Linked DNA regions of Anser cygnoides: region 2 is linked to region 1. Evidence: chromatin contacts called from public Hi-C data. All regions are on one chromosome and are shown on one strand. Each heading gives the region's core, a stretch centred on a gene start, on an enhancer-like site or on the middle of the called end of the contact. The rest is flanking DNA. Distances are from core to core; before and after follow the strand shown.

Region 1 (3,018 bases), core at 179-2,678:
TTTTTAATTATTAACCTTCAGAAAGTCTGGAGGTGCTTCAGGATGGGATATCAGCATTGACTTGGGAGTCCTGATGGTTGTTGTCTTGTGTCTCTTGTCACATAAACTTACTTGACTGATTGGTACCAATTTCTACTGTTAGTGTTTGTTCTGCTCTTCTGATGGCTTCCAAGAAGGTTTGTACTTCTGTTGATGACCTGTCTGCAGACAGGTCAATGTGCAAAGGTGTCTTCAGCTGCCCTGAGCTCATAGGCTGGGAGACGATCCTGGTTTGGAAGCTGTGTTAATGAAGTACCTCTGTAAATGAAAAGCTGCTGCAAGGCAGTGTGTGCAAGCATTGAGTAACAACTTCTTTGGGTCTGGTATATGGTCAGCTTGAAGCACTGGACAGGCAAACACGGATCTGTTTGCTCTTAACTGGGCAAATATAACCTTAGGCCTGGTTTTACCTTATCTACCTCAAACACTGGTCTGAGGCACCAGCAATTCCATTTCAGCTTCTGAGGGAGCTGGTTCTAGGGATGTTAACTGGCTCGCCATCTCTGTAGAAGCTTGAGGAAAACTGTTCTCCATTTTTAGGAGTGAAACAGTTAGAGCTCAAAGACTTGCTGTAAAATACTTTATGAAGTCCATGCTTGAGATGAACTGGAAGTCTGAGTAGGCAGCTGTGGTGCTGCTGTTGAATGGACTTTTATTCTTCCAGACTTTCTAACGTTCACTCCCACGTAGCATATGCATGTACCAGCTGGCACTGTCAACCATTACAGACCTTAAAATGGTTTTGTTCCCTGTTAGAGGAGGTCTTCACTGCCGTAACTGTTGTCCTGCCCAGCAGTTAACCCTGCTCCTGTGTTTTTTCACTGTTCTCTGGTCTCCTTTCAAGAACTGTATTATATTTCCATTGCCTTTCCTGGATTCCTTCCCCTGGCACTTTTCCCTGTTTTTCAGGTTGGATGGGATCACAGTAGAAGGAAACAGCAGGTCTGATTCTTCGAGAAAGGATGTGGGGTGGAGGATGTTGATCAGCCACATGTTGAGATCTTTTTGCCCCTTCCCTGAAGGACCAAAAAGGATTCTAATCCCTCCTGTGGCAGCCCTGATCATCATCTCTGTTTGTCTCTTGAAAGCTTTGTAGGATACAGTAACCTCAGGGAAAAAGGTGCTTGTCTTCATAGCATGATACTGACAATAAATGAGATGAAACTTGCCTTCATTTATGTATTTAAAAAAAAAAAAACACAATAATTCTCCACAAAAAAAACCCTCCTAAATCTACAAGTTTTTACTCTGATTTAGATAACATGTAATTCTGCTTGCCCAGCTCCTGTTCTGTGCTTTGTACTGACTGAAGGTTGAGCAGACACCTGTAATTCACTTGTTTGTTCTAACAGTGTACAGTGGCTGCAACTTGATATTTTACTGCTCCAGTTCCTTAACAGGGCATGTTTCTGAACTGTAGGAAGGTACAAAATGTTTCCATCGAAATGCTAGATTTCACCTCACCGAAGTGGTATTTATTTGTACAGTGTCATGTGGTAGACAGTCTCTCATGTCAGTCAAGAGCTAGTGATTTAGGAAGCATCAGATTTCCCTCTAGTATGAACTCATACAGTGAAGGCACCTAACAAGTTATTTAGGTAGATTTGAGGTGAGTTAATAGCCACAAAATTTCTAATTTTTATTTCTTTTCAAAGTCAGATTAGCTTAGAAATGCTGATGTTTTAACTGCTGCCTTTGTAACTGCTCCATAACAAATTAGGCTTGCTGGTCTGTTGCCCTTTAGTTGATGGTTTTAAGTTCTGTTAAAGCCTTTCAGAATATTACCATAACACCATTCGGAAAGCTGGATACTTGTAGATTTGCTGTAAGACACTTATATAACTATATTTTGAACTGAAATTTAAACAAGTCCAAACAATATGAATTGGAGTTAAACTTGTATAGGGGTTGCTCTGACTCTAAGCCTCTGCTCCTCAACAGAAGAGCCTATGAGAGGATTTCACCTTTATTAGAAGGTTCACCCTTACCTTTAGCTGCCCTGCCAGCTCCTGAGTTGTCCAAAGCCTGTCTGGAAGGGACTTCAGAGGTTACTTAGTCCATGCACTGCCGCAAGGCAGGATCAGTCATACTTGGACAACTGTCTGTCAGAAATGGTTCGACTTGTTTTTAAAATCGTCATGATGGGATTCCTTTTTCTTCCCCCTGTTAAACACTTTATTACCTACCCTTATTCTGAGTCTGTTACTGAACCCTGGGATGTGAACATATGTGACCATGCCCTTCCATTTTATTTACCATTTTTATAGTGTCACCAGCAGCGGTAATGTGTTCCCCCTCATTAATGACTCAGTGGTCTGCTCTTCAGTTAGCGTGCTGCTGTCCTTATCCTGTAAGCCACGGGTAAGAGAGAAGGATACCAGTTCGTGTTCAGGTTGAAAACAAAGACTTGATTGCTCAGGCTGTGTGGCTTGTTTTAGGGTAACTAAGCTGTTTAACATCTGAGTCTTTTGTCCACAGACATATTGTGTTACCGATCCAGTATTTGAACATGTGCTTAAACCCCATTTTGGAGGAAGTCCTGCACCAGCTGTGTGGAATGCATGTCTGCAGGGGGGAGAGGGGCAGGCAACCCGTTGAGCTGTCTTTCCTTGGCTTGTATCCCACGTAGCCTGGGTTCCTGCTTCACCCCCAAGTGTTTTGGGGCCAGTCTCTTGATCTCACCTCCCTGCCGTGCTCAGCCAGGTGCTCCCTGTGCTCTGAGCTGCTGGGGCTCAAGCTGTAGTCGTGCTCTAACGTAGCCGTGTCAATTATTAGAGTATGTTGTTGACTTTCTTTTTTCTTTTCTTTTTAATCTTCCTCACTTAAACCGATCAAAATGCTGATACCACACTGAAGGATGCTACATAGCCTGGGGCCTCCCTCACTAACAGCTGTGTGTGCATCTGCTGTTCCTGTGCTGTGTCCCACACCCCTGCGCTGGTGTGTGCAAATGTCTCCTGTCCAGCAGCTGTCCTTACC
Region 2 (3,018 bases), core at 208-2,707, 74 kb after region 1:
GTAAATGTGGACTTGCGAAACAGCACAAACTCAAAATCCTCTGCCGCAGCTAAATATACACAATCTTTAAAAAAAAATTTGACCTGGTAATGACAGAGGGGACAAATTCTACTCTTCAGAGGTCACCGAATCAAGATGGAATGTGACTGGAGAGGGAAAGATACATGAGTCCCAGATGTTTCCTCCAAAGTTATTCTTACATGGAGAGATGGGCTTCCCTTTCACAAAGTACAGCCACATGGCCGGGTCCTGAGGCACCTCCCTTCCTCGTTTGTGCTGTACGCATGAACCTTGAACGTCGTCTGAATGCACAACTTCCACAGAAGGCAGCGAGCGACGGAAGACTCAGGCCTGAGGTATTTATGCCCTTCTAGCTCACCGTAGCATCATGTATCTTGGGTCTGGTCCTGCAGATGCGGCGGTGACCTGACTCCAGCTGATGCAAGCACTGAGCCCCTACAGATGCTGAGTAATGGCTGAGTGGTCCGAAAGAAGAGCTGATCCTGCTTGGACCAGGAGGTCGGGATAGACCTCCTGAGATCCCCTAAAACATGAATTTCCCCGTGGTCCTACCATGCAGGTTGCGTGGAGCCAGGTGTGAGGGCAAGGATGAAGGATGAGTGCCACAGAGACAGGGGGTGATATTTGAACCACAGCTGACGGAAATTTCTTTTCTTTCAAATGTCCAGATTGAGTTGCTTGTGTCAGACACTTCTACCTCTCAAAACTGAGCATGTGATCAAAGAAACCATTGACTTTTGCAAAAGATTTTCGATCTATTTATTTATTTTATTATTCTAGGAAGTGAAGATAAAGGACAGAAGAATTTAACTAGAAGTGGTTTGCCATCTGAACCCTTATACCAGTACCTTAACCAAGTCCAAAACCTGAGGAAATGTACTACTGTACTGTATGTTTTCTTCAGAAATTTAGGTAGAGGATTAGAAACCTCTAGTTTGATGTGCATGTGTGCAAGATGGAGAACTCAGAGTTTCAGGCAGGGATTTTTGAACCCAAAGGTTAAGAAACTAAAGTGTTTCCTCAGCAACTGTATTCCCTGGAAACAGAAAACTCTGCAAAGAGGTCTTGTAGTGACACAGATCTGCAGCCCGCTGGAAGCCTGCAGGCTTGTTGGGTGCTGCTGTAGCATTTCAATCACCTTTTAGGACAAAATTGGGAAAGCCAGCAGCTCTGGGCTTTTCCGGCTGCCGTTTGCCAGTAATTCTGTAATGATTTTCATAAGTAAAGGCCTCCGTTGTTTTGTCCCGAGGAAAAGGCCTGCGTTTGACGAGGCAGAGTACGGGGGCCAGGCAGGAAGGGACGGAGCGGGGCAGGGGCACGGGAGAGGCCCCTCAGAGCCGGGCCCCGCCGCGGGGCCGGGCGCCCCCATGCCTGCCCCGGCCTCGATCCCCGGCCCGGCCCCGGCGGGCGGAGGCGGGCTCGGGGCGGGTTAAAAGCGGCGGCAGGTGAGCGGGGAGGGACCTCAGAGCCGCGGGGCGGCGAGCCGGGCACCGGCCGCTCCGCTGCTACAGCCGGACCCTCAGCCCAGCCCAGCCCGGGGTAGGGGGCTCCCGGGGCGTTCATCTCCCTGCGTGGGCACCGACGGGGCAGGTGAGGCGGGAGGGAGGGAGGGAGCTGGGGCCGGCCGCCGGGGGAGGCCGCTCCACGGTGCCCTCCTTGAGGCGAAGGACGGGGGTGCGGGGCAGGCCCGGCCCGGCTCGGCTCGGCTCGGGGCCGCCGCGCTCGGTGCCGCCCGGTGAGGGGCCGGGACCCGCCTCAGCCCGGCCCCGAGCCCTGAGGCGCTGCCCGGGCGGGCTCCCGGCTCCCCTCAGCCCGGCCTCACGCTTCCCTTCCCCAGCTCCGGCGTGCTCCTGAGTGCCGAACAACTCTTTTCTTCTTTCTTTTTGTCCCCCCGCTTCTCAATCAGCAGCTCTCTGCGAGCACGTTATGTGAAGCACCCGACCGGCTAAAAACCCGAGCGAGCTAAAGGCTTCCGCAATTACAGGTAATTCGCGACACACCTACCGATGCTGAGAGTTGCACCGAGATAAACAGCTTGCATCAGTGCAACTGACAGGTCTGGTGAGCACCTGGGCACACACTGGAAACATTCCTCAGAATCACGGGGGAATAGGAAATGAGAGGTGTGAGTCAGAAATAAACGTATCTCCGGGTGTCGGGGTGGATGGGATTGTGTGAGGAATGAGTACTCAAGTGCTGTTTCAATAAAACTCAAGAGACGTGTTGGAGTAAGAACAAGAGTGCTTGGCATGCTGAAGTGGATGGCACTTGGCTGCTTTTGGGTGGCATTCAGGGTACGGCTCTTTTTCCTGTCACTGGGTTTTCCTAGGTGTTACTTTTCCCATCTCTTGTGTTGAAGAATCTCTCTTTGTTTATTTACTCTTTATTCTCCCACACACACACACATAGAAGGATGTATTTTTGTTTTGTGCTTCACTGGATTTTACCACGCGGCATAGAAATATTCTAAGAGAGCAGGCAGAGGGTTAAAAGAAGGAAGTAGCCGTTTGTCTTAAGTGTACTCTTTTTTAAACCCTGTCTTTCTGACTTTGATCACTAATAAGCTTGCTGTTGAGTGTGGTTTGTTTGAAATGATATATGGGTTTCGGTCTGGGTTGTATTTGTGTTTACCACAACATATGTGTGTGCACTGAGCTGACAGTAGAACAAAATACAGTTTCATCCTTGATTTTTGTTAGTGAAGTTATGTAGTTTCTAGTCTCCCTTGGTCTCTGGTGTTCAGCCTGGAAACCCTGCTTTCTGAGAGGCTTGACCTAAAGTAAGGTAGGAAAGGCAGCAGGCAGGAAGATGTACAGACATTTGTGGAGACAGACAGCTGAGGACAAGGCAGTGGTGGCTCAAGCCTCAGCCTTCTGCAGTAAGCTTGGAGAAGGAGACACCCCCACATGTCAGCTGGGGTTTGCAGGGTATTTTCCCAGGTGAGATTTACAACATGCTTGCAGAGCCATGAGATTGTTCCTCTAGTGAACATCCATC

What was found. Hi-C and Micro-C count contacts between places; a contact is called where the count stands out from the background.
Region 2: a Hi-C map of liver shows a contact between it and region 1, with 18 times the contacts expected there. The contact joins the promoter of LOC106040406 here to the enhancer-like site in region 1. A contact is called at or near these places in 3 of 7 Hi-C or Micro-C datasets (fetal liver and liver).

What each region holds. Positions count from the first base shown.
Region 1 is chr1:193,396,298-193,399,315 of Taihu_goose_T2T_genome, forward strand. All of the region lies in intron 3 of CRYL1 (crystallin lambda 1), which reads left to right. Among named protein-coding and RNA genes, the nearest start is that of CRYL1, 22 kb to the left of the region's middle. Within about 2 kb of position 1,429, at least 2 of the 3 cell types and tissues checked have open chromatin away from gene starts, as enhancers often do. A contact at or near this core is called in fetal liver and liver, where this site is marked.
Region 2 is chr1:193,470,015-193,473,032 of Taihu_goose_T2T_genome, forward strand. LOC106040406 (gap junction beta-6 protein) reads left to right here and starts at 1,458. Exons shown (of 3, transcript XM_048047066.2): 1 at 1,458-1,611; 2 at 1,931-2,005.